Regions from separate parts of the Mus musculus genome. Here all the other regions are linked to region 1. A link is a contact called in public Hi-C and HiChIP or PLAC-seq data. All regions are on one chromosome and are shown on one strand. The core of a region is the stretch at or near the end of the contact, and the rest is flanking DNA. Distances in the headings are between cores, read along the strand shown. Region 1 holds the start of Tnfsf4 (tumor necrosis factor (ligand) superfamily, member 4). Region 2 has its middle 33 kb from the start of Gm31815. Region 3 has its middle 36 kb from the start of Tex50. Region 4 overlaps Gm31815 (a long non-coding RNA gene).

Region 1 (6,833 bases), core at 1,388-3,887:
TGTGTGTGTGTGTATTCTCCTTTCTACAAGGTCTATGAGAGAATGCAGTTCAAAAAAATGAAAAAAAATAAAAAAGAAACAAGTTTAAGAGATCATTTAAAGTTCAGTAAAAATCACAGGAGGCAAAGCGCTGCAGTAGGGGGTCAAGAGGGAGAAGCACAGCACAGCAATGACTCAGGGCCAGCCCAGCTGCCTCTGCTTCCTTGGCCCGAGATAACAAATGCTCTACCGTTCCTACTGTATGTAAGGAAAAAGATCATTTCTCCAGAGATGCATGATGCTACAGATAAGGAAAGCTCGTGCTGCACACTGTTTGTGTTCATAGGTGTTTGTTATTTTTTGTCGTTTTGGCTCTCGCGGGGGAAGTGATTCAGTTCAGGAAAACCCTTGCCATGCCACCCACCATGAGGTTCTGAGTTTGAGCCGTAGCCAGTCCATGTAAAAGCTGGCTTCAGTGACGCATGCTTACAGCCCCAGCACTATGGAAGCTGAAACGGGAGGATTCTCGGGACTCATGCTTGCTGGTTTAGTAAAACTGCAAGTTCCTGCTTCACTGAGAGACATTTCCTCCAAACTAAGCTGGAAAGTAACTGAAGAAGACCTGATAGGTCCCTGATAGGGACCTCCAGCCACTACATGCACACACATCTTGCAGATACCCACATCCACCACACACAACTAGCCAGTCAGACTGTTCCCTGTGATTTCTCAACATGAATCTGCTTTATCCTTTTTTTTTTTCATATCTCTAGTTTGTATTAGAGTTTTGGGCTTTTACCTATTGTCTCTTTCAGTCTTTTTAAAAATTATTATTAATCATTGTATTCATTTACATTTCAAATGTTATCCCCCTTCCTTGTTTCCCCTCCAAACCCTCCATCCCATACCCCCTCCACCCACCCACCCACTCACTCCTGCCTCACCACTCTAGCATCCCCCTCCACTGGGGCATCGAGCCCCCCATAGGACCAACGGCCTCCCCTCCCACAGGAGCGCTGGGTGGTTTGGTTAGTAAAAGTGACTGGTTACAACTGTTACATATTATGCAAGTGGGAAGTTTACACTGATTTTTCTTCCCGCTCTCTTCACACCCTGCTTTGCTGAGGACATCATTGCTGCAGAGTAGCCTATGTGAAACTGAGTCCGACTCTTACTCGAAGACCCATACCTTAGCTCTCCCAATGGTCTCCAAATGCAACGCCTCCTTATTATAATGTAGGCATCAACTGGTTTAAATAGTTGACTACTGTGGCAAAGTACCTTCCTTGTCCTGCAACTCGATGTTCTTTTTAATATGCCTCATATCCGTGATATTCTTTAATTGTGGCACATTTGTGAGTTTCATGTACCTTCTTACACTTCTGGCTCTCAGAATATTTTTTTCTCTCACTTCCTTCTTTATCTGTTGACGGCTCCATGATAAACCATGAGACTTTCCCATAAAGTTGAGAGAGAATTATGTTCAGCATCCCTGTGCTACTTATATAGCATTGACTTCATAGTACATATTCAATAAACATTTTGCCATTTTGGACTTGACATTAAAACTTCACATTCATTTAGTTTCACTGTGCATGTCAGTGACAACGGCTAAGTGGTGAGCAGTTGGCTATTGGAAGAATCTATTTTTAAAGTTTTGTTTTGTTTTTAATGTAAGGGGTTTATGCCTGTGTGTGTGCACCACTTGCATGCTTGGTGCCTACGGAGGTTAGGAAAAAGGCATCAGGTCTTCCAGAATGAACAATTACGATGGTTTTGAGCCACCACGTAGAGGGAGAGAACTGAACCCCCGTCTTCTGGAGCAGCAGCCCTGCTCTTAACCACTGGGTCGTTTCTCCAACCCTGGGAAGATATGTTTACTTAGCAGGCTCTGAGTCCAGCCAACATTTCAAAGAGAGCAACAAGCCTCAAATGTTACTTGAATTACTCATGCAAAAGTTATGTGTGGGAAAAATATATAGGGGAGTGAAGGCGGAGGGTGGGGTGGGGAATGACAGAATTTTCTTCTGCTTCTTTTTTGATATTCTGAAAATTAATCATGTATTTGCTGAATTTCCCTGAAATGAGAAAGTATGACAGTTGCAAGAGCGTTTAACACAGTGTCTGACACATAGCAGTTGCTCAATAAATATTAGTTTATGTGGCTTAATGTGATGTATTATGTAACTATAAGACCCCTTCTTTATGTCTATATGCATAATCCACCTTTCTATTTTCCTCTTTGTCCTTTTCATCTCAAGGATAACCTGCATGCATTTGATTCTGAAACTGTAAAATGGGCCAGGAGATTAATTGCACAATAGAAGCAGGGATGTCTGGCAAGCATGTTCCTCAAATCTCTTCTATGGTTTAAGACATCTTGAGGGATTGGTAAGTAAGCTGCTTTAAAAAAAAAAAAAGGGTGATCTTTATCTATCATTACCGGTGCAATAAAAAACTTCAGAGCACACGTTTGTGAATGTCATTTCGAAGTCACTCAATTCATAACTGGGATGCCACAAAAACAACTCCCTGTTAGCCCGGAGGGAAAAAAAAAAAGAAAGAAAGTAAAGGGGAAATTCAGATTAGTCACATAGAAGTTCCCCCGCCTGCAAAACCTGCAGAGTTAAAACGAAGAGACTCTGCTCTGCTCCTTCAATTGCTTTTTGTCTCCTGTTCTGGGACCTTTATCTTCTGACCCGCAGGCTTGACTTTGCCCTTATTGGCTCCTTTGTGGTGAAGAGCAGTCTTCCCCCAGGTTCCCCGCCACAGCTGTATCTCCTCTGCACCCCGACTGCAGAGATGGAAGGGGAAGGGGTTCAACCCCTGGATGAGAATCTGGAAAACGGATCAAGGCCAAGATTCAAGTGGAAGAAGACGCTAAGGCTGGTGGTCTCTGGGATCAAGGGAGCAGGGATGCTTCTGTGCTTCATCTATGTCTGCCTGCAACTCTCTTCCTCTCCGGTAAGATGCACCAGTGGGCGCTGCTTTTCCTCCAGCTCTGGCTGAGCGCCAACTGCAACAGCTGCAGTCACCTGTAAAGGATCTAATGGTAAAACTGTTCAGTCCCTGCCCCTGCCACCAAGAGATTGTAAAGTGTGGTCAAATATCCTTTGGTGTCTCCTTTCCTTCCTATTTTAACAGTAGCAGTGCTAGGGTGGAGTAAAGGGCAGAGGGGCCCTGCTTCTAATGGTTTTTGTTTGTTTGTTTTGCAAGGCAAAATCCCTGATGTATCTTAATGAGCTGTCACCCTGAAGCTTTGGGCTACTGATATTTCTCTATCCATCCTGGTAGTAATGTGTCTGATCGGGGAATCAGTATAAAAGAAAGACAAATAACGGACCCGTTTTACTTCCCACCGCGTTCATGAGTCTGCAGATATTCAAGGGGATCTGGTTCTTAAATTTTTTTTTGAAGGTTTCAGGATTAAGTCCTTTCCTATCACCGACCTGCAGCAATGTGTGTGCACATTTGTTGGCTCAGCCGTTTACATCAATCACTTAATCTCATAGTTTTGTTTGCTCGTATGTTCTTTAAGTGTTCAACCGCAGGTCTCCCCAGAATTCCATGTTGGATCTGGCCTCATAATTCTTGTTTCCATAGTGGTTGCTTTATGTCAGCAAATCCATGGTGGATGACAGACAGAATGGAAGGTCTTTTTCATGGCCATATCAGAGACACAGCTACGTCAAATTAAACCAGGATACGACGAGCAGTCCGGGCAAAGGCCTGGGCATGTCTCTGTGTACAGGAAGTGCGGTTTTGATAACTAGAAGCTGTTGGGAGCGTATGTGTTCTCGAGGGCTGAACCTTGTACTGTGCTTGTCCCTTGGGCCGGCAAACTGGTGTGGGGCTCAAGCCTGCTTGGCCAATTAGAGCAGCAGCAGCCCGGTCCTCTTCTCTCCACTCCACATAGCTCTCTGTGTAGGGCGGTGGATGGAAATTTTGTAGGCACTTTGGGGGAGAAGGTGCTAGGGTAGAGTAATTTGTTCACGGTAGGATGTCTAAGACACAGACCGGAATCAGGCTTTTTAAAGAAAGCAAACAGAGTAACCAAAAATAGACCAGCTGCGAGCCTTGGATAGGTCTGGGAGTCTTGAGACTTTTCAAACAACCACAGGGCCGTGTGTTTCCTCACTCGGTGGGATGAGAAGGACCTAAGACCCCAGTCTAGGGTAACAAGGCACATAGAGTATCAGGCAGGGGCAGGAGAGAGCAAAAAGTGAAACACGGGGTGAGCCGCTGGTGTCTGGGACCTCCGTGGACATTCTCCCCCAGGCATGGTAAGAATTCGGGTCCTTTCTTCAAGTCATCCAGAAACTGCGGCAGATGTGGGAAGTAAAGCCAAAGCCAAAGGCACTCAGGTCTTTGAGGTAAGAGCAGTCTATGAGGGAATTTGTTTTCTGTGGTCTTGGCTCGAAATGGAATCAAAAGCAGGAGATATGAATTGGACACTGATTCCTCATGAAATAAGCAACCTGGTTGCTCTTGATAGAGAAGATTTGGGAGCTTGTCTAAGTCAAAGTTTTACATTGTTCTCAGACCTGGGCAGTGCAATGGACGAGTATATTTAATCTGACGTATTAAGGGGGGTCGATAATAGGCAGTATGTATTTTTTCCCTGGAACTTGGTCAAATTGAATGGATAGAGACAAGACCAGAAGGAGGAAGACACTTTCTTTGACAAAGGAACTGGTAACCTTTAAAACATGAATGTTTGGCGTTATGGTTGGGGGTGGACCAGGTGGTGAGGTTGATGCAAGGAGACCTGTCCTGGGAGACATATGTTGAAGTGAGGTGTCAGGGGAAGTGAACTGCCATGCTTATAAGGCCTATACCCAGCGAGGTTTTTCTTTTGTAGGGAAACTATTTTGAAGAGAATCTCATTACTTTCCTTTCTCCTTATTTCTTTGCTTTACTTTTTTAGCCTTGATTTCCTACATTCAAGGTTCCAGCTTCTAAACTCTACCAGGCAGTCACATTTTCCTTTGAAGTTTACGTAGCAACAATAATGACCGAGTTAGATTTTATTGACATACGGGAGAAACAGCTTTGTTTTTGCAGTTTGCCCCTCCCCCACTCCCCCACCCAAAGACAGCCTGTACCCACATCTTCTGCAGTTTATGTGTTTCTTTGGGACTTGGTTTTCTCATCAGTAACAGGGGATGGGTTGTAGGAAATGGACAGCTCTTTCTGCTCATTAGCTAATGAGCATGCCATCTAAAAGAACAGGCTTGGGGGTGTGTGTGTGTGAAGGAACAGAAATGTACGTTAGCAGATTTTTGTGCCTATAGGTGCAGATTTCTTGGCTCTTAAGACTGGCCTGGAAGAATCATATTTTCATGAGTATTCTTTGAATACCTAATTTGTTCTCCTTGTAGTTCATGAAGTAGCTTGCTTAGAATGAGGAAGAGACGGGGCTGGAGAGATGGCTCAGCAGTTAGGAGCACTGACTGCTCTTCCAGAGGTCCTGAGTTCAATTCCCAGCAACCACATGGTGGCTCACAACCATCTGTAATGGGATCTGATGCCCTCTTCTTGAGTGTCTAAAGACAGCTACAGTGTGCACTCATATACATAAAATAAATAAATCTTAAAGAAAAAGAACGAGGAAAGACACAAACACTTTAGAATATCACTGGTTCGAATTATAAAATGGAATTCTGCTGCTGCTGCTGCTGCCGCCTCATGTGCATCAGACATTACCCTGGGGTACCCTGTAAAGTGCCAGGCTTCTAGTCTTTCCTGGGACTTTAACTGGGAAGCAGTAGGCAGAGGGGAAGTTGGTCTAGGAGGTGAGAAGGAGCTCTTTGTTTTTATTATTTTGAATGTGGCGTTTGTGGGTGTGCATATGTTTATGTGTAGGAACTTGCTTTTGTGTACATGGCTGCATGTGTATTTGCAATTGTGTGTGGAGGCCTGAGAGCAACCTCTAATGTCATCCTCAGCAATGCATCACCCTCTCTTTAAGATGACATTGCTCGTTGGTCTAGGGTGCACCAATGAGGCTAGACTGTCTGGTGATTGAGACCCAGAGATCCCCCAGTCTCTGCCTTCACAGGACCAGGGTCCCAAGCACACACTCTTATGTCTGGCATCTTAAAGAGGGTCCTGGGAGCTCATTTTAGGGTATCATATTTTCTACACAAATACTTTATCATCTGAGCTATCTCCCCAGCTGTAAGTTATATGTGTGTGTCCCCGTGCTGTCGAAGTCTTCCAAGCTTCATGTCACCTTGACCATGACCTTGTATAGTTAAGGACTTTTTCCTTAGCAAACCCTAACTTCTTGTCTCTTGTTTCTGTTAGGAAAAGCAGAAGTGGTCTGTGTCAAGAGTTAGAATTCAGTCTCTTGGTGATGTTTTGTATTATAAAACTCCAACTTTTGTTGTTGTTGTCATTGTTAAATACTGGAAAGAGGAATTTGGCCAGGCAGTGGTGGCGCACGCGTTTAATCCCAGCACTCGGGAGGCAGAGGCAGGTGAATTTCTGAGTTCAAGGCCAGCCTGGTCTACAGAATGAGTTCCAGGACAGCCAGGGCTACACAGAGAAACCCTGTCTCAAAAAACAAACAGACAGACAGACAGACAAAAGAAAGAAAGAGAAATTTGCCTTGAATCTTGGTTTACAATTAAACATCTACATGTGATCTACCACATCTTTTTTATTAATTATTCAATCATATACATAAAATAACTTCAAATTTGAGTAGAATTTACTTTCTCTGAGCAAGTCTTTGAGATTTAAAAAAGGAACACTTGGACTGTTGGACTAATTCATCGTGAAGGATCTGGAGGCTCTGATGGTGGATGTGAATGAAATGTTCCAGAGACCCTAGGCTGCTGAGCAGATAT
Region 2 (6,833 bases), core at 2,690-5,189, 230 kb after region 1:
TTGGTTTTATTCATTGATCAGCTATGGAAATTCTATGATGCACAGGCCACCAATCAAGATGCTGTGTAAACAGACATGGCTTCCTTTGTCTAGGATTTCACAGTTCAGTGGGAGTCATTGAAACCTCAGTAACTGAGGGTGTGAACTGCTGTAAAGACAAAGGAGAGAGTGCCAGGAGGGCATTAGAGAGTATGTTATGGTTCTAAATCAGCCTGCGTTTTGTTGTTGTTGTTGTTTGTTTTGGGGGTATTTTTTTGGACATCATAGTGTGTGTGTGTGTGTTTGTTTGTTTGTTTGGACATCATGGTGCCTAATACCAAAAGAAGTATCAAGAAGTCAAAGTAGAGACACAGTTAAGACTTGATCACATCTTAAATTAACCAAAAAGACTGATGCAGGCAACAGAATAACAAAATTGAAACCCAAGAAACCATCCATTACCTTATACATGCACTTTCTGTCTACATGTCAATTTCTTACTTGCATGCAACCTCCTCTTAAGTCTAAACCACAGTTAACCATGCACCACCATTGAAATGTGAGAAAAATGTCCTGTGACTATCATTCTGGAAGAGAGGTAGCAGGTATGAATGCATGGGAAATGCCCCAAGTGCACTTCATTTTTCTGGTAGAGGTGGTGGGAAAGTTGCCCATGATAAAATACAGAAGTGCCTTCTGCAGGAATGTGCCTTCGGTCCGCTGTGAGTCATCACCTGCTCTGCTTGGCAGATGGACTTTTCTCCTTCACCGTGGTGGGTCCCTGTGACTCACACATAGAAGACGTTTGAAGGAATGCTGTGCTCATCAAAGAAAAATGTGATTCTCCGGGAAAAGCAAAACTGACAGGAGAATGCTTGCCAATGAGAAAACACCAGACTTACAAATGCAGTTCAAGGGAAAAATAATACAGGTATGGAGATAACGTGGCACGGTCATCTCCTGTCACTAGCATGATACTTTCAGGAACTCACCTTCCCCAAAGACAGGAAACCCTTGTAACATGTCTCTAAGGCCAGCATTGGCAAGAGTAGAGTCTGGATAAGTCTTTAAAACTTCCCAACCTACCTATCAACTGAAAACTAGGACAACTTCAGTTGCCAGGGCTAAGAAATGGAACACTTCCTCAGCTGGGGACTTTTTGGGAGTATCCCTGTGAGTCTCTCAGCTAGGAGGACATTAAATTCCAGAGAAGATCTGCAACTACTGAGTGTGTGGCTCAGCTGCAGTCTCAGAGAGCCCTACAGGAAGCCTTGTGCCCCTTGGGCTTTGCTTAGATCTATGAAGACACAAAGCAGTGAGCCCAAGAGAATGTGGTGATGTTGGTCAAAGGATATGTCGCTGGAGCTAGGAGGAACAGAAATTCCAGAGATCTTTAGAGCGTACACCTAGTGCTGATACAAGCCTGAAAAGGTACAGAGACTGGATAGCAAATTGTAGCACAAAATGAGAGTCCTGTGAGATTGTACATTTGTTAATTAGCTACATTTAGCCATTCTGTAGTTCTTATATTAGAAACTATTTTAAAATGGTATGCTATGCATGATTAATAATACAATCTTACTGATTCAAATATAAATCTATGTAACATTTAGAATTAAGTAGAAGCAATTGCTGCCAGCTTAGAACAAGAGTACAAGCCCATAATGTAGCCATTTTAATGGAAAAAAAATGTAAGAAACAATCCAAAATATCAAGAGCATGGCATTCTGTAAATCCAGAATCCTTCACACTTCCCTTTATATCCACCCATTCAACAATGCAGGCACCCATCAACTCAACTATGGATCCTCTCATTCACACATCCACCCATTCACTCACTCACTCACTCACTCACTCACTCACTCACTCACTCATTCTATCTACCGATCTATCCATCCATCCTTCCATCCATTCAACCATGCATGCATGCATACATGCATCCATCCATCCTTCCACCCATCCATCCATCCATCCTTCCACCCATCCATCCATCCTTAAACCCATCCATCCATCCTTCTACCCATTCAACCATGCATGCATGCATCCATCCATCAATTTATTCATTTAGTAAATGTTAACTAAGCTATTGCTAAGTTTATACTTGAGGTTTACAAATCAACAAAAGAGGGTTTCTCTTTTCAAAGAAATAATTGTCATTTTACCATAAACTCTTCTACACACAATCACATTAGCTCGGGTACTAAGGGGATTCATGGTGGAGTAAGGTTTTGGGGTAGGTGTCTTTTAAGGATGTGTTATGCATGCTGATGTGGAGAGAGTAAACAGCTGGCAGAGGAAGGGGAGAAGACAGAATACTGAGAGAAAATAAGAATGTGGAATAGAGAGACGGCTGTTGGTAAAGTGTTTTCTGTGCAAACATGGGGACCTGTGTTTCCACATATAATAAAAAACTGAATATGACTGCACATGGCTAGAATCCCAGCACTAGTGAGGCAGAGCTAGAAGAATCCCAGGGACTTGCTGCTCAGACAGGCTAGCTCCATGCTCAAGGAGAGACCATGTCTCAAGATATAAGATGGAGAGCAATTGAGAAAGACATCCAATGTTAATATCTGGCCTATATACACAAATACAAGCATGTGCATGCACCTCTATGTACATAATATGTGTATAAACACATGACTATATATGTACACACATCGATACAAAGAAAATAAGAATGTGCTATCATTTCTAGGTAAGTTTCACCATTACTGGGCTTGTAGCTCAGTTGTGGTTTTAATAAGCTCTGTAGGAAGCCAGGCACCTCTTGAGTCTGAGACAGTACACCCAGAGAATAGTTTACCAACCTGACACAACACCTGGCTTGGACTATGCATAGGCCATTTCTTCTAATGCACTTGGAAGCCTGAGACCTTCACTTACTAAGTCTACATACCTGCACACACTAAGTCTACACAATCCACTCTGCACAATAAATTTAATAGGCTTCATTGATATCAATTTGTATACTTCCACTACTCTAAAGAGCAGAGTATGTTTTTCCCCCTTTATCAACCATCAGACTTGGACAGTATTTTTTTTTAATATATCTGGGAACAAGGAGGGCTTACCTGACCACAATCATTGTCATACTAATAATGCTCAATATGGAAAACTATGTCCTCTAAGTGAGCTCTTATTTAACTATCAAACAAAAATCTATTGAACATTTTATACCTCTGCATATTTGAGTGAGGCTATGATTAAAATGAGATGCACTGTGGGAAGGGAACTTGAGCAAAGATTTACATAATCCAAGCCTCTCAATCAAAACAGAGAACTGCTTGTTATACCCTTAGCAAAGGAACTGCACCTTGTCTTGAACCCCCAAAAGGAAGTTCCTAATAACAATAATAATAATAATAATAATAATAGTTGCAGCCCTTGAGTATTTTTCCACTCATGTGGCCCCCTGTCAAATATGACAGCAAACCTGATCTGTGTATTGCTTTGAATGATGTTGCCTTGCTAGTTGTGTGGTATGTGTACCTTTACTTCATTCTTGAAGAAGACACCAGGTACCTGGCCACCAGCAGCAAGTTTGTAATGTCTACTCAGACCCAAAAGAGTAAGCCTAGTGATTCATAAGAGTATGTAGTACCATAACTTTTCAGATAGTAACCTGAAATAAAAATAAATGGGTGAACCTTGGAGCCAGTTCCCAGTTGAAAATGTCCAATCTCTTCTTTTGAAAAACAAAACAAAACCAACCAAAAACCACACTTACTTACAAGAGAATTAATGATGTTAGGTGACTATGAGAATGGAAGTGAGAATTGCAAGTGGAGTAAATGCCACATACTATGGTGGGGCCTGGGGGCAGCGTAGAGCTCAGTGGAAGGTTGGTCAAGATGAGAGAAGCAGGAGGCTGGGTAGACCCAAGGGAGGTAGAGAGTTGGGGCAAGTCTGTGAAAGTACTTTGAGTGTCTCCTAAAGTGGCAGATCTTTGATCTGTGGTGGTCTATTGTTGAAAGTAGCAAGCCCTTTGAACCACAAGCTCATGACTATGTGGCAGCCAGTCTGAAAGAGACTGATTAAGAACAAATTGAAACTGAGTTGTGACGTGACAAGATTAACACTCTCATATAAGCTGGAGATGAAGGGCCATTCTAAAACCAAAAGCAAATAAAAGAAATTTTAGAATGCTCTTAAAAATGGAGTCTTCACTACACTGAGGATATGAAACCTGAAGAGGCCACCTCCTTTAGCCAGGCAGGAACCCCGGTGGAGCAATAGAGACACCAACCTACCCACAAAGCTTTCAACTCAAAATTTATTCTGTCTCAAAGTTTATTTCTGACAAGAAATGCAGGCACAGGGGATGGAACAGAGACTGAGGGAATGGCCAACCAATAAATGGCCCAACTTGAGACCAATCCTGTGGGCAAACACCAGTTCCTAACACTATTAATGATACTCTGTTATGCTTGCAGACAGGAGCAAGTTTTCCTCTGAGAGGCTCTACCTAGCAGCTGACTCAGACAGATACAGACACCCACAGGCAAACAGTAGATAGAGCATGGAGACTCTTGTGGAAGAATGGGAGGAAGGACTGTGAGCCCAAGGGGATAGGAACTTCACAGGAAGACCAACAGAGTCAACTAACCTGGATTCTTGGGCTCTCAGAGTCTGAACCACCAACCAAAGAACATACATGGGCTGTACATAGACCTCCCTGCACATATGTAGCAGATGTGTAGCTTGGTCTTCACGTGGGTCCCAAACAACTGGAATGGGGGTTATTCCAAAAGCTGTTGCCTGTCCATGAGCTATGTTCTTCTGACTGAGCTGTCTTGACTGGCCTCAATAGGAGAGGAAGCACCTAGCCTCAAAGAAACTTGAAGTACCATGGTGGTGGGATACCCAGGAAGAGTCCCACCCCCTCAGAGGAGAAGGGGAAGGGGAATGGAGGAAGTATGGGGGGGCACCAGGGAGGGGGGCAGTAAGTGGGATGTAAAGTGAGTAAGTGCACTGGCTGGTTTTCTGTCAACTTGACACAAGCTGGAATTACCACAGAGAAAGGAGCCTCCCTTGAGGAAATGCCTCCATGAGATCCAGCTGTTTGGTATTTTCTCAATTAATGATCTAGGGGGCGGGGGCAGGCCTAGCCCTTGTGGTGGTGCCATCTCTGGGCTGGTATTCCTGGGTTCTATAAGAAAGGAAGCTGAGTAAGCCAGGGGAATCAAGCCGGTAAGTAGCACTTCTCCATGGCCTCTGCATCAGCTCCTGCCTCCAAGTTCCTGCCCTGTGTGACTTCCTGTCCTGCTTTCCTTTGGTGATAAATAGCAATGTGGAAGTATAAGCTGAATAAACCTTTTCCTCCCCAACTTGATTCTTGGTTAAGATGTTTTGTGCGGGAATAGAAACCCTGACTGAGACAGTAAGTTAAACTAAACTAAAATTAAATTAAAAAAAAATGGAGCACAAAGCTGTCAAAGGTGACCCTGTAGCATAGCAGTGCCCAGATGCATGTAAATTTAGCCAGGGCCATTTATTTCTTAGGATCTGGTTAATCATGTCTAATCTCTCAGGCCCATCTGACTGCCAGGTAGATACCTGTGAAAATGCTGGGTGAGCTGGTACACACACTCCATAGTTAGGCTGTGAGTGGTTAAGTCTTCCTGGAGAACCTAAGGGGACCTCCCCTGCCCCGCTCACCCTGAGCACACAGCAGAGTATCCTTACCCTGTCTTGGACTGTTCCTGGGTTTCTTACTGGAAGTAGGAAGAATGTTGGGTTTGCATGATTTCCAGGCACACAAAGGCCCAAGGAGACAAGACAGGTAGCAAACCACAGCCATACACTGGGGCTTCCAAGCAGATCTCTATTACATAGAAAGGGTAGGTCAAGAAATCCATTTGCAATGTCATTCCAAGTGAACATTAATTCAAAATGAGCTATTTAATTGGGGCAGGCTTGAGCTCTTCCAAGCTCTTCCCCTGAGTTTCAGAGGATCATGTTCTTTTCTGTTTTATTTACATAAATTTATTTTTTCTAGAAAGGAAACTATGTAATAGCTAAATGGTTTTTGTTTGTTTGTTTTGTTTTGTTTTGTTTTTTACCCCATTAGAGCCCTAACACATTTACTGTCTGTTTAGTCTACAAAGCAGAACTAAAGCAAGAGATGAGCTGATGAAAGAATGGTAGGCTTCAGTCTACAACAATAAATTCTGAGATAATTCAATGGTGTGAAGGAGACCAATAGCTTTATAACATAATGGAAACTACCCATTCTCCTCCTCAACACATTGAGAATGGGTTCTCAAGCAAAGGCTGAGCGGATGTTCAGGAAGTCCTTGCCAACGTGCGGATGCTGGTATGGAGAGTAGTTTAGAACTAGAAAACATTTTATGAAACAGAAATACTTAATTAGGGTTGGGAAGGAACTGACAATCTTGACTTTAACAGTCAGGAAGTATGACACACAGCTGTGCAGACACAGGGACTCTACACGGTATGTGTACAAAACTGGTTTAAGGTTATCTATCTTCTGACCACTGGATAAAAAGAGAGAATTTTGTCATTATCTTTCCATATAGTGCAAAACCTTTCTCCCCCTACATGCTTAAGGTCAATGTTAGAAACATCTTATTATGCCAATCTGATCACTGAAAGCTTCTATGACTGACTGTAGGTTAGTTTCTTAACTCAGGTCATACCAGTAAGGTAGGAAAATCCACCAACTCAGACTGAATGTACTTCAATGGATGTGACTTTTTTTCTGACTCAGACTGGGTTCTAAAATAGATTGTTGGGCATTTTCCTCAGGATATATTTGAGGTCCAATAAAACCAGACAATGTCCACAAGAAGAAAACCTTAAATTGCCTCTCAATTCCTGTGAGTCTATTT
Region 3 (6,833 bases), core at 2,967-5,466, 200 kb before region 1:
GCTTTTGTGACTGGCTTCTTCCACTTATAAGGTTCTCAAGGTCCTTCGTGCAATAATTAGAGCAGCATTTAGTTCCTTTCTGGGAGCGGGGGAATAGTGTCCTGCTAGACTAGGGGAGCAACCTCCTGCATACATGTATTCATTAGCTGACAAGCACTGACTTGTGAATAACTCTGAACATTCATGAACAAACATCCACGGAATATACTCCCTGGGTTATAGTTTACATCTCTCTCTCTCTCTCTCTCTCTCTCTCTCTCTCTCTCTCTCTCTCTCTCTCTCTCTCTCTCCCTCCCTCCCTCCCTCCCTCTCTCTCTCTCTGTCTCTCTCTCTGTGTCTGTCTTTTTCTATCTTGAGATAGGGTTTCTCTATGTAGTTCTGAGTATTCTGGAACTCACTATGTAGACCAGGCTGGCCTCACATTCACAGTGATCCTCCTGCCTCTGCTTCCCAGTTCTGGGATTAAAGGCATGCATCCCAGTGTCTGGCTATTTTGCACTTTTCTAAAATGAGCTTCTTCTGGACTCTGATGTTTCTTCAAGCTAAATGCGGTGTCTTAAGCTTTGTCTCATTCAGAAGCTTTAAAGTGTTTATGGCAGGGTGGATAGTTGGCTCAGCAGGTAAAGCATTTGTGTAATGTCAATAGTTCTGATCTTCCAGCACCCACTTCAAAGCCAGGTAGACTTGGTGGGTTACCTACAATCCTAGTGTGGTGGAGGCAGAGACAAAGACTCCCTGGAGCCAGCTGACAAGCCAGCCTAGCCCAAACAGTGATGCTTTGGGATCAGTGAGAGACCTAAGTGATGGGGAGAGTGACTGAGGAAGGTAGTTAATATCAACCTCATGCCTCACATGTGTGACTGCGTAAAGGCAACCAGACACGGTTATATGCAAACATAAGGTAAAAGGAAAGGAACAAACATTTGAGGCAGTGGGTATCAAAAGGTTGGCTTTAGTTGTCAACTCGTCACAACCTAAGGTCACCCGAGAAAAGAGTCTCTATGATTGCCTACATAAATGAATTGATAGAGCAAAACTCAGCTAGATCGTGCTGACCCACTATAATAGTTGCCACTGTGGGCAGCACTATTCCCTAGGCAGGGAATCTTGGCCTGTGTAAGTTTAGAGAGAGGGCTGAGTACAAGTAAGTCTGAACTCATGGATTTCTCTCTGCCTTTGATAATGTATGTGAAGTGACTAGCTGTTCTAAATGCCTTGTGTCTCAGCATCCCTGCTAGGATGGACTATAATCCGGAACTGTGAACCAAAGAAAACCCTTTTTCTGATAATTTGCTTTTATCATATAAGTTTTTGTTTTTGTTTTGATTTTTATTTTTGTTTTTTTCATAGCAGCAGAAGTGAAACCAGGACAGGGCAGTACCAGGGTGCTCCTGTTATATCCTTTGCCACTGAAAAGTCAGAAGGCAGAATAGGAAACTTAAAAAGTGTTAGCTGGAATTGTCTCAGACCCATGCCCGTTACAATGGTCTTCTTTTTCTGTTTTTTTCCCCCGTCATGTTCTATCTCTTCTCTGCTTTCTACGTGAGAGCATCATTTCCACGCTCCACATTAAATGACACCCTGTTTTTCCTTTCCCAGGTATTTCTAAGATGTACACGGATATCATCAGAGGGGAGTCGCTGATCATTTGTAGTTTCACATGCATTTTCTTTGGAATTTTTCGAGGTCACTCAACTGACACGTCCATGTTCAGAGGTAAGATGGTTGATGTTCTGTCTGTATACTTCCTAAGATTACTATTGAAACGAAAGTGCATTTGTCTCTGCATCTTTCTCTATACATTGCTCTCTGATCAATTAAAATGAGAAGTGAGGTAAACAAGAAAATATAACCATATTTGCATTTTAGTGATTGCTAAAATGCAAAGTGTGTGTTGGATTGATCTGTAATAGGCAAACTGGGGTATATGGGAGGGATGGAAAGAGGAAAGGGAAGGAGGAAATGATATAATTTTACAATCTAAAAAAAAAAAAAAGAAAAGAAGGAAAAGAAATAATTAAAAAGACCCATCTCTTGTCCCTCAGCATGCATACACACATAGACCAATTGCATCATCCGGCCCAGGTTATCCCTCTAGCTGGGATCAGCATGTATCTCAGTTGGTGGATGCTAAGAGTTGTGCGTGGTCTTAGATCTGAGGGTGAAGGCAAACAACTAATGCATATTGGTAAAACAATCCTAGGGGGACAACAGCCAGATTTGTGTGGCTAATGGTGCCTGGGATGCGGAATACATTCCCCTGACAGGTTTCTAGATGTCTCGTTAGTAGCTAGAGAAGAATGGCAGGAATCAGCACAGCGTGAAGGGGAGACATGAGCCCTGGGGACACATTTGTGGTAGCTGCAAGAGGGGGTGGGGAGGACCAAAAGCATAAGGAAGTGTTGGTGGAAATCAGGTAGATAATTTTAAAATGGCTTATTAGCACGCATTAACCATGTAACGGGCTTAGTTATGCTTTCATGATGTGTTTCAATCGTATCCACTCCTGTTAGTCTCTCCTGTCTCTTTCCCCACACTCCTTGTTCCTCTCTGCAGCCAGCCCTCCTGTCTAATGTCTTTCTGTGTGTGACCTAAGGAGTTTCATTGGGATTGTTTACCAGCGTGTAAGTGGGGGCTCACTTACATCCCTGGGGAAGTCTACATTAAGTAGATTTATCAGACTCTCACAGGGCACTCTGCCTGAGGAAGAACAGGCCCCCTGTTTACAAACCAGAGTGCAGTCAGTAAAAAAACAAAACAACACAGACAAACAAGCCAAAACCCAGATGGTTAACTCACGTTTTTCTTTCTCCCCTTTCTCTCCTTTCTTTTATGTTTAGAGTTACACATAATCATCGGACTCAGCTTTGATGTTTTTGGAAGCACCATATGTGGCTATTGGTGTACGAGAGTCATCCAGATTATATTGACCGACCTCTTTAGCAACACACTGACGAACGTTGTTCTCTGTTTCTCACTGGTGTACATGACGTTTTACCTTGGTAAGGCAAACAAACACAAGAACTGCCATCCTACTAGAGAGCCTGGGAGTCCTGGTTTGCCCTGCTCCTTTCCCCTGCTTCATGTCTTCCTCCTGTCTGTTACCACCCCCCACCCACCCACTTGTGTTTTGTCACATCACCTCTCTGTCAGATCTAGTTCTCTCCTGGCCTCTCATTGTAACCTCATGTCTTTGCGCTCCTATGTCTGGGTACTCTTAGCCCTTTGAGCTCTATTCTCTAACCCTACAGTAAGTCCATGGCAGTGCCCTAGAAGCGGAATCGTCATGGAGTTGTTTCTGTCTGGACTCTTGAGCTGCTCACCCCATAAAATGGGAAAAGTTGGCGGAGAAGTTCCCGAGGGCTTTCCAAGCTCGTCATCCTTCACTCACTAGACTAAAAGGTCCTTTCAAATAGCGATCTTTTCTTGAATCTAGAAGGTGGGAAACGAGAGTGGGGAGATCAAGAGTGCTTGTGTCAGGAAGAGAAGCTGGGGCATCGGGTAAGTTGCAGGAGTAACTGTACCCAGCCCCAGTGGGCCTTCCGTTAGTTCAGTTTTGTAAAATTGGGACTTGAGGTGTTTCAGCTCCCAGGAACCATATTAACTATGACCAAACTGCTTTTGCTCCCCTCATACACTGGAGCAACTTTAACCAATGAAGATCTCAGCCGTCTCTTACACCTCTAGCTAAGGAAAGGCAGTTTTCTTTTTCCTGTAGATATATCGCCACCTAGTGGTTGCTTACTGCCCTGAGCCAGTCAAACTAGCGAAAACATTCACGGAATGCTCGTTTCCTTCAGCTTTATTTCTTTGCTCCTTTGTGAAAGTTTTGTGGATGCCTTACTTCAGTTTTTCCACCTCCCTACCAGACTGTGAGCCTCTTGAATATGAGTGGCGCTCATAGTCAGCTCTTCACTCGATTAGTTTTTCCTCCTTTCAGCCAAGCTTAGAGTTGGTCAAATGCCCGACAGTAATTTAATACGTGCTGATCGAATGAACCAACATTCCTTCTCAATGTGTTTTTGAGTAGACAGAATCCAGATATACTCCGTCAATCAGCAACGTTGGGAAATACTTAGCCTCTTTAAGCTTGTCTCTTCTATACAATCGGTCTAACAATACTCCATTTGTGTAAGGCACTGCATGCATTAATGAAGCTTGCTATGCTTGTGAGCTGCGGCTACCCTAGGGACTGGCAAGAGCTCCTTGTGTACACAGCTCCTCCCACCTCCTTCTGAGTGACAGTTGTTCCTGGAGGGGGGCGGGGCGTGTCTCTCTCCCCAATCCCAGACACTTGTTTTTGAGCCTTTGCCAGCTCCCTACTGTGTTCAAGACAGGGTGGCTCATAAATGCTGGTTCATTTCTTCTTCCTAATAGGAATGGAGGTGTTTGCAGCCAATATTTGGTGTCCCCTTAGACAGATTAAATGGATGATAGCCAAGGGCAGAGTGCCAGGACCGGGTCGCAGAAGGCGTTTCAGCCTCCCTTTCACGTTAGAGGATTCCCAGCCCAGACACACACGTTTTCGAGTTGGGATGGGACTCTCACATAATTAACAATACAAGTTCCTTATTTTCATTTATCAATATAACCAAAAATGTTCCGTCACTTTGGCTCAAGTCATTGAAACACAGACATGGGGCTGGCGAGATGGCTCAGTGGTTAAGAGCACCGACTGCTCTTCTGAAGGTCCCGAGTTCAAATCCCAACAACCACATGGTGGCTCACAACCATCCGTAATGAAATCTGATGCCCTCTTCTGGAGTATCTGAAGACAGCTACAGTGTACTTACATATAATAAATAAATAAATAAATCTTAAAAAAAAAAAGAAATGGAAATTGGTAGTCAGTAACTTTATAAAAAATCAATTTCTTGAATGTGTTCAGAAATATATTTGAAGTCATGCTAAGAACTGATGCAGTTAATTACAAGAATAAGCTTTATTTAAAAAAAAGAAACACAAACATTTGATAAAAATGTGTTTAAAACTCAGCAAGAATATATATGATAATAAATAAATCAAGATCATATACATATGTGTATATATATATATATATATATATATGTATATCAGACAAAAATAAGAACTAGCATGTACTCAAAGAAACTGGAAATAAGAGTTTGACAGTTGTCCCCTATCAAAACATTTGCAGAACTGTTAGCTTTACTCAACTTGATTGTTGAAGTTAAATTCGTTAGGAAAGTGCATATATATATATATATATATATATATATGTATGTATATGTATATGTATGTATATATATATCCAAAGTGAAGTTAAGTGAATAGATAAATGAAAAGAATTTTGATAAGTGGTAGACCAGTGGATTAAAATCAGTACTGTAGTAGTCACAACAGTGGTTAATACTGGAATCACAAGAGTGGCCATCCATTGCCATGCACATATGCCAAGGAACATATCATCTAAGTTAATGCTTGCAATAAGGATGTGAGGTGCTATTCACCCCACTTAACACCTGCTTTGCAGACGTGGGGACATTAATGGAGAAAGGGGAGGTCACATCCCATAAGCATCGTGCTGTGCCCTGTTTGAAAGCTCTTCCACTGCTTGCTTGGATGTTCTTTCTCTTCCTTTCTGTCTACTGTCACCCTGGGCTCCTTGGAGACTCTGTAGCCCGGCACCTTTAGTATTTTTGTGTTCTAACATTCTCCCTAGACTATGTTTCAACATTTAGAGCCCAGTGAATTGCCAATTTAGTCGGGGAGAGAAGGGCAAATGCTCCAGGAAGCAGCAACGCCTGGCCCATGCAGCACAAAGTCCCAAGGTGCTGAGCGGAGATTACGTCATTTCTTTTCCCACTCGCCCTAGCCTCAGTGATGATGCAGGATTGGCAAACTGGGTCAAATCTGCTCTGAGCTAAAAAAAGCTTTATGAAAAGAGCAGAATCAAAGAATAATATCTCATGGAGATGAAGATTATTTGAAGTCTAAAGTCTGTAGTATTTTATTGGCTAGCCAACCGTCTGCATGTTACCTCCGGCTTCTTGCAGCATCATAGCTGAGGAAGGTCCCATGGCTCACAAAGGCTGGGTGTTTATTCTATTGCCCATCTCCGAAGAAGCACTGCTATTCCCTGAGCTACAGCATTAGCCAATCCCTTGAAGCAACTTTCTAAATAAGAAACGCTGCTTTCACCTTTCCTACTGATTTTTTCCTCAGGGCGAATCAGTGTATAGATTTAATCACATTTAAATTTATTTCACTTTCTTCTCTCCCCAGTGGAATATTTCGGAATGTCAGGCATTGTTGCTTTGGTCACGGTAGGCCTGAATTTGGATTCTTTAAGCTTTAAACCGAGGATGGAGTTCATCATTACTAAGTGAGTTTCCTGATATGCATTCAGTATAGATTTCAGAGAATTTTAGTACTTGGCTGGTCTTGTCTTTGATGAGGCTAATAAAATTCTATTTATTTACATATTTCTATCTTTAACGTTTCAATGTGCCATCAGTGATCAGCATTATTGATGTTGTCATTATGAAGAAAGTGGTTTAGAGACAATAGTGCCTTCTCTACGTCACTCCGATAGACTTATTCTATGAATTGTTGGGTTTTTTTTTCCCCTTCACATCCACACTTGTGTGACACCATCGTAATGTGTGAAGGAAGGAGGTCAGAGCGAGATGCATCACCAGCAAAACTCTTACCTACCCTTCCCACCTGGTGTTGGGGGTAGGGGTAGGTGTGGGTGTAGGTGTTGGAGTGGGGTTGGGGTAGGGGTAGGTGTGGGTGTGGGGTTGGGGGTTAGGGTGGGTGTGGGTGTTGGAGTTGGGGTGGGGGTAGGTGTGGGTGTTGGAGTGGGATTGGAT
Region 4 (6,833 bases), core at 3,229-5,728, 170 kb after region 1:
TTCCTCAACTGAAGCTCCTTTCTCTGTGATAAGTCCAGCTGTGTCAAGTTGACACAAAACTAGCCAGTACATGTGTATATATGTATATATGAGGAAAAAGGGAACATTTTGATGGAATTGTTATCCATGTTTTGTGAAGATGACAGCATAATTTGTGCTCGAGAGAAGAGTCAGTCTGCAGTTCAGGTCTAAAGCACTTTGAAGGCAGAATTCCTTCAGTTAGGAGGATGTTAGGCCTTTTCCTAAAGATCCTCAGGTGATTTCATGAGGATGCTCATGCACGTTATGGAAGCAGTGACACTGGCTTTACTCAAAACCTGCTAATTTAAATGTTAATCTTACTTAAAAGACAGTTTCCCAGGAAAATCTAAACATACGTTTAGCCAAGTTCACACAGAAACACGACCATCACAATAATGATCCTTATAGTTTACCTCAGGCAATACTTTTTATTTTACACACGATATACTTTTTAAAAGTTCCAAGAAGCCTGGGTAAGGAAAAACTCTCAAAGTGGAACAAATTTGTTTCATACTGTTTTCTTCTGGGTCTTCCTTTATAGCCAAAAATGAAATTCTTTGCTCTTAGGGGATTTTCTCACTAGTCCGCGCTTTTTCTCTACCTCCCTTTTTGTCTTGTCTGCTCCTATATTATCAAATCCTCCTGATGAGCCACAGTGCAAGGAGAAAGTCGTGTCTGCTGGGAAGAACGGAAGCCATGGCCAGTGGCTCTGTGTCCCACATGTTGGAGGCGACAAAACTGAAACCACATTCCAGGCTCCTGCCCAACACTTTCTTCTCTTAGCAGGCCGTGCGCTGGGCAGCACTACTGAGCCACGGGAGTGGAATGGTGGGGGAAGTGAGACTTCTGGTTCCACGTTAGGGTTGGCACATGGGTGACTGAAAGTAATGGAATCATTTAAATATACTAAATGACTGTGAACACCAGCATACACCCTCCAGTTTATCTATTTTAAAAGCAGAGTATTTAAAAATACTTTATTACTATTTTAATAATTAGTTCTTTTATTATTGAGAATGACAACCCTATTTTTATCCTATCACTTATCCCAACTCCTCCCAGATCCACCCTACCTGTCATATCCATCCTACTTTGCTTTCTCATTTCTTTAAACATGTGGAATCCAATCTGTGCTTCCTATACACTCTTGGGTATATGCCTGTCCACTGCAGTGTGGTTGACTCCCAGTGGCCACATCTTTGGGAGCCAGAGGTGGTAGATGACTACAATGGAACAGTTTTTCCAGGCACATCAAGGTAGCTGCACATGTGAACTTATAGCGGTAGTGACAGCACGGATAAGACCTGGACAAGATCAAACCAGACAAAAATGCCAACATGGAAGGAGGAGGTTGGCCCAGAAGTTCTACTCCCAGCTGAAGAGCTATTGGTAACTGATAGATTCTGGGAGAGCGAGAACTAATTTTCTTCAAAGAGGAGTGTTTTTAATGACTTCTGAAAGAAATCTGTGGCTTATGAGACATGTTCTTGCTATGTTTACTAACTAAAGACTTACAAACTCAAAAGTCAGCTGTCAGCCAAGCCAAATGTATTTACCCCATCAATCCTTAGAAAACACAAAGCTCCTAAGAGATTGTGATGAACAGTTTAAGGTCAGCAAAGAGTGACTGCTAGTTACTCAGGCAAACCAAGTTTGGTCCATTTGGCAGTATGAGTGAGAATGGCCCTCATAAGCTCATATGTTTGAATGCTTGATCCCCAGTTTGGGAAACTACTTGGAAAGCATGAGGGAGTGTGGCTTTCTTGGAGGAAGTATGTCATTTGGGGCAGGCTTTGAGTTTTAAAATTTCTGGAGCCATTCCCAGTGTTTTCTCTTTGTCTCCAAATCTTGAATCAAGATGTAAGCGCTCAGCTGTTTCTGTCACCATGCCTTTGTTCTGCCACAATGGACTTGAACCCTCTGAAACTATAAGTGCTAAATTAATGTTTTCTAAGCTACCCTGGCCATGGTGTTTTATCATAGCAACAGAAAAATAAGACAGTCCAGTTGTGTTGGTGTGCTAGGGAGGAAATTTCACCAGAAGGTAGTTTCAAAATGTCCTTGGGACACCAATTTTTCACACAGCTGTGGGAAATTCCATCTAATTCAGAAAATAATATGTTGGTATGGTAGTATACACTTTTAATCTCAGCCTTAGGGAAGCAGAAATAGGACAATCCCTGAGTTTGAAGCTAGCCTGGTTTACATAATGAGATCCAGACCAGCCAGGGCTATACAGGAAGATCCTGAATCAAAACAAAAACAAGACCCTAGTGAGCTGTATGCAATATGAACCTGAATCACTCATGTACTGGACTAGGTGGCTATGGCACACTGATGAACCACAGTCGCTATACTCCTTACAATTACAGTATGGTTTTGGTGAGCCAGAACCTGGAGCCCCAAATGTGTACTGAGTGCAACTAACATTCTGTGTATTCATTACCCCATTCTTGACGTGATTTGAGTCTGCATCTCTCACCTAACCTTTACTCCCTTGATGTGCTCCAGAACAAATCCAAGAATTCTTTGTTTATCTGCCCTTCTTTCCTTTACCTTCCATCCCTTCGTTTTCCCTTTTCAGGCAAACACAACCAAAATTGTTCACATTAGCCTATCTTTGTGCTAACCTTCAATTTCATTGATTTCAGACATGACAGCCTAGCTTAACAGCCACTTTTATTGTGTAGTCCAGCTTCAGGCCAGATTGGTAACTGGCTCCCATTACATTCCAGCTGATTATTCTGTTGGTAGAACCTTTAAAAAGCAATTTCAGCCTTTCAAACTACACCCATTCTTAGTGTAAATTGATTCCAGTGTAAATTGATTATAAAGTTATTTCCAGTGCTTTCTTTTGAGATGCTTTTAAAACTTGCCACAAGAAAAAAAAAGCAACAATTTTTTTTCCTGACAATTCCTTTTTATTCACATTTATATGGTTTAGTTACCTTACCATTGCTCTGATAAAATACTTCAAAGCACCTTAAGGGAGAAAATGTTTATTCTGGATCACAGCTTGATTGAGGGTGCAATCCATCATGGTGAAGTCAAGGCAGCAAGGACTTGACGTATGACATGCCAGTCACTCACAATCAGGAAGTAGAGGTGGGTTAATAAACACTACTACTTCAACTAAAACGATCAATGTAACCCCATAGGCATGCTCTGAGTCCTGTCTCTCAGATGATTCCAGATTTTGTCGTGTTGAAAATTAGCACTATCTATCGTACTATCGGATTTCTTTTTTACCTTTTATTTACTTATTTATTTTTTTACACTCCAGATTTTATTCTCCTCCCAGTCCACCCTCCAACTGTTCCACATCCCATACCTCCTCCCTGCTCCCCTGTCTCCATGAGGATGTCCCCACCACCCACCCCACCGAACCTCTAAACTCCTTGGGGCCTCCAGTCTCTTGAGGGTTAGGTGCATCTTCTCTGACTAAACCCAGACCTGGCAGTCCTCTGTATATATGTTGGGGGTCTCATATCAGCTGATGTATGCTGCCTGGTTGGTGGTTCAGTGTTTGAGGGATCTCAGGGGTCCAGTTTAATTGAGACTTCTGGTCCTCCTACAGGGTCGCCCTCCTCTTCAGCTTCTTCCAGCCTTTCCCTAATTCAGCCATAGGGTCAGCAGCTTCTGTCCATTGATTGGGTGCAAATATCTGCATTTGACTCTTTCAGCTGCTTGTTGGGTCTTTCAGAGGGCGGTCATGAAAAGTCCCTTTGTGTGAGCCCTGAACTCTTGTAAGTCATAAAAGCTAGCATGTTCAAATAAGACTATCTCTCTGGCACTAAAATTAACAATTTCTGGAGGGGTATGCCTTTCCAAAACCTCTTGGTATATTCCACTTTCATTTTATTCATCCAATCAACACTCAATTCTTTACTAAATATATCTACAGATCAGAGACTGTTCTAGTATAGAGAGCATGTCAAGAGTTAAAAAAAGACAACAATCTCTGCCTTCTTGGAGTTTATATCCCTTATAATAATAAAGGGCAAACACAGCAGAACACACACACACACATGTGTGTGTGTACATGTATATGCATACCTATGAATATATGGTAATATATTAAAACAAATACAACAGATTATATATTATTAATTACAGTCCTAATTGATATAAAGAGAAAAGGGCAAGAAAAAGGGGAATGAAAGCCAGGTGTGGTGGTACATGCCTTTAATCAAAGCAGTTAGGATGTGCAGGCAAGTGGATCTCTGAGTTTGAGCCCAGTTTGGTCTGCTTCATGAGTTCCAGGATAGTCAGGGTTGCATAGAGAGATGCAGTTTAAAAAAGAAAAAAATGAACAAAGAGGTTGGAGACAGAATGAAAAAATGGAGTTGAATAAATCACTGTTTGTCAAAATGTTGAGGTATTAGGAAGGACTTGTAAAACTTATTGAGGAAGAAACAAAACAAGAAGTATGTGGTTTTGGAGGTCAAGGGAACGAGAACTGAGAACTGATTTACCATCATGAAGGCCATTTGTTACTGGACCAGTGTGGTTTGATTAGTGTGATGGATGGGAAAGTCTGACAGGAGTGATTCAGGAAATAACAGCATCGTGTGTGGGGAAAGTTCAACATTCCTTGCTGAAAGTGCAATTAAGACAATAATGAGATACCGTACATGCCACCAGATCAGTGTCAATTAAAACAACATGCAGTGAAGTTTGGTAAGGGTTTAGTGATTTCCATTATGTTGTTGTTGGCTCTGTAAATAAGTAAAAGTACTTTAGAAAATGACAATATCTTCCATAATCAAGTGATTCCGTTGATGCTTTATAGCCAACAGAAGTGAGGGCTTACTTACTATGTACAAGTGAACATGCACAAGAGAGTCCTGAGAAGTTCTATTCATGGTTGACTCCAGACTGGAAATTATCCACCTATAAACTTATAGTCCAAAAGACTAATGAGCTGAGGTCTATTTGCACAATAGAAGACAGAAACATAAAAATAAGTGCTCTTGATATGCTCAATGACATGGATGCACTTCACAAAAACAGTATTGCATATTTTTGAAGATGTAGACACAATGAGTGTGTACTGCATGGCTTTATTAATACAGCCTTCCCAATTTTTGATGACAGAAAAGTAGGAAATAGATATTTCTCTTGGGACGATCATGACAGGGAGGGACAGAAAGGATCCTCTCTTGAGGACTAGCATTGTTTGAGTCTTAAAGGTAGTACTTAAGAGTTCACAGTTTAGGTCCTCCCAAGTTGTAGCATGCAAGCCAAACAGTTGTAAATGGTTTTGGAAGAAGAATTTGAACATGTAGTAGGTACAACTCTCATTTCTGCCTCCAATATTAGAAGGGAAGGTGTAAGCACATAAAATCTTTGTGGGAAGGTGACCCCATCCAACCTCCTCCAGGAATCACCTGTGAGTCATGCTGTTTCCTTTTGGGTGGGGGCAGGGCATGTGGCCTTAGTTTTCTCAATGCCTACATATTTATTCTTGTTAACCTTCAACTATGGTAATACAGCAGTCAAGAAGAAAAGTAGGATTAACATAAGGATTAAAAAACCCTAAAACCACAGCTACCCCCAGTTCCCCATTGTCCACTGCTACATATTAAAAGTCCCAGATGCTAGGGACTCAAGAGGTTCCCAGGACCCAACAGGGATGACATTAGCTGAAATACCCAACAAAGGGGAGATAGAACCTGTAAAGACCATCTCCAGTAGATAAGCACAGCCCCCAGTTGAGGGATGGAGCCACTCATCTATCTCAAAAATTTTAACCCAGAATTTTTCCTATCTAAAGGGACAAAAAAAAAAATGGAGCAGAGACTGAAGGAAAGGCCACCCAGAGACCGACCCATTTAGGGACCTATCCCATTTGCAGACACCAAACACCGATACTATTGCTTATGCCAAAAAGCGCTTGCTGAAAGAAGTCTGGTACAGATGTCCCCTGAGAGACTCTGCCAGCACCTGAGCCATACAGATGCAGACACTGAGAGACAGCTGTTGTAATGAGCCTGAGGACCCCAATGGAAGATTTACAGGAAGGCCTGAAAGAGCTGAAGGGGATTGCAACACCATAGGAAGAACAATATCAATTAACCAGAGCTCCCAAGAACTAAACCACCAAGCAAAGAGTACGCATGGAGGGACCCATGGCTCCAGCTGCATATGTAGCAGAGGACGGCCTTATCTGGCATCACTGTGAGGGAAGATCCTTGGACCGCTGGAGATTCAATGCCCCAGCATAAGGGGATGCTAGAACGGTGAGGGGGGAAATGGGTGGGTGGGGGAACACCCTCATAGAGGCAAAGGGGTTGGTGATGGAATGGGGGTTTGTGGAGGGGAAACCAGGAAGGGGGACAACATTTGAAATGCAAATAAATAAAATAACCAATTAGAAAAACGAAACCTGAAACATGTCCCATATTGAGATGGGTAAGAGTGACCAGCTCCTCTCTGACGCTTTAAGAAAAGATGCACTATGTATGGGTTGAGAAAGAATGTTTTCAGTAGAGGACATGGGATGGAAACAGAAAGGTACCCCAGCAAATCTTAGTTCATTTTAATATGGAGTTTCTGTTCCATGAAAGAAATACAAAAATATTTTTTTGGGGGGGGGAGAATGTTGAGACAGGGGTTCTCTGTGTAGCCCTGGTTGTCTTGGAACTCACTCTGTAGACCAGGCTGGCCTCAAACTCAGAAATCTGCCTGTCTCTGCCTCCCAAGTACTGAGATTAAAGGCGTGTGCCACCACCACAGCCACAAAAATATTTTAAATTTGATTTTACTTTAAATATTTTAGGCAAACTGGCTTAAAGCTAATACACAAAAAG

Evidence for each region. Hi-C and Micro-C count contacts between places; a contact is called where the count stands out from the background. HiChIP or PLAC-seq counts read pairs in DNA pulled down with a chosen protein or histone mark.
Region 2: a contact with region 1 is called in a BATF HiChIP or PLAC-seq map of CD8 T cells, with 8 read pairs. The contact joins the enhancer-like site here to the promoter of Tnfsf4 in region 1. A contact is called at or near these places in 9 of 39 promoter capture datasets (the 3T3-L1 cell line, cranial neural crest, embryonic stem cells and 5 more), 3 of 15 datasets of contacts at CTCF or cohesin (CD8 T cells, the NIH/3T3 cell line and large pre-B cells), 1 of 484 Hi-C or Micro-C datasets (bone marrow-derived macrophages), 3 of 115 datasets of contacts at active chromatin or transcription factors (CD8 T cells, fibro-adipogenic progenitors and large pre-B cells) and 3 of 9 other capture datasets (adipose tissue, embryonic stem cells and liver).
Region 3: a contact with region 1 is called in a Hi-C map of nephron progenitors, with 2.1 times the contacts expected there. The contact joins the enhancer-like site here to the promoter of Tnfsf4 in region 1. A contact is called at or near these places in 1 of 39 promoter capture datasets (hippocampal neurons) and 4 of 484 Hi-C or Micro-C datasets (the HPC-7 cell line, the P5424 cell line, nephron progenitors and 1 more).
Region 4: a contact with region 1 is called in a Hi-C map of bone marrow-derived macrophages, with 25 read pairs. The contact joins the enhancer-like site here to the promoter of Tnfsf4 in region 1. A contact is called at or near these places in 2 of 39 promoter capture datasets (embryonic stem cells and liver), 1 of 15 datasets of contacts at CTCF or cohesin (CD8 T cells), 2 of 484 Hi-C or Micro-C datasets (bone marrow-derived macrophages and uterus), 2 of 115 datasets of contacts at active chromatin or transcription factors (bone marrow-derived dendritic cells and microglia) and 4 of 9 other capture datasets (adipose tissue, embryonic stem cells, liver and 1 more).

Annotation. Positions count from the first base shown.
Region 1 is chr1:161,392,801-161,399,633 of GRCm38.p6, forward strand. Tnfsf4 (tumor necrosis factor (ligand) superfamily, member 4) reads left to right here and starts at 2,638. Exons shown (of 3, transcript NM_009452.2): 1 at 2,638-2,943. The coding sequence starts at 2,782.
Region 2 is chr1:161,620,767-161,627,599 of GRCm38.p6, forward strand. No RefSeq gene overlaps it. Among named protein-coding and RNA genes, the nearest start is that of Gm31815, 33 kb to the left of the region's middle. Within about 2 kb of position 3,940, at least 4 of the 459 cell types and tissues checked have an H3K27ac peak or open chromatin away from gene starts, as enhancers often do. A contact at or near this core is called in CD8 T cells, where this site is marked.
Region 3 is chr1:161,191,960-161,198,792 of GRCm38.p6, forward strand. It overlaps the pseudogene Gm6185. Among named protein-coding and RNA genes, the nearest start is that of Tex50, 36 kb to the left of the region's middle. Within about 2 kb of position 4,217, at least 272 of the 459 cell types and tissues checked have an H3K27ac peak or open chromatin away from gene starts, as enhancers often do. A contact at or near this core is called in the HPC-7 cell line and nephron progenitors, where this site is marked.
Region 4 is chr1:161,556,068-161,562,900 of GRCm38.p6, forward strand. All of the region lies in intron 1 of Gm31815 (a long non-coding RNA gene), which reads right to left. Among named protein-coding and RNA genes, the nearest start is that of Gm31815, 32 kb to the right of the region's middle. Within about 2 kb of position 4,479, at least 6 of the 459 cell types and tissues checked have an H3K27ac peak or open chromatin away from gene starts, as enhancers often do. A contact at or near this core is called in bone marrow-derived macrophages, where this site is marked.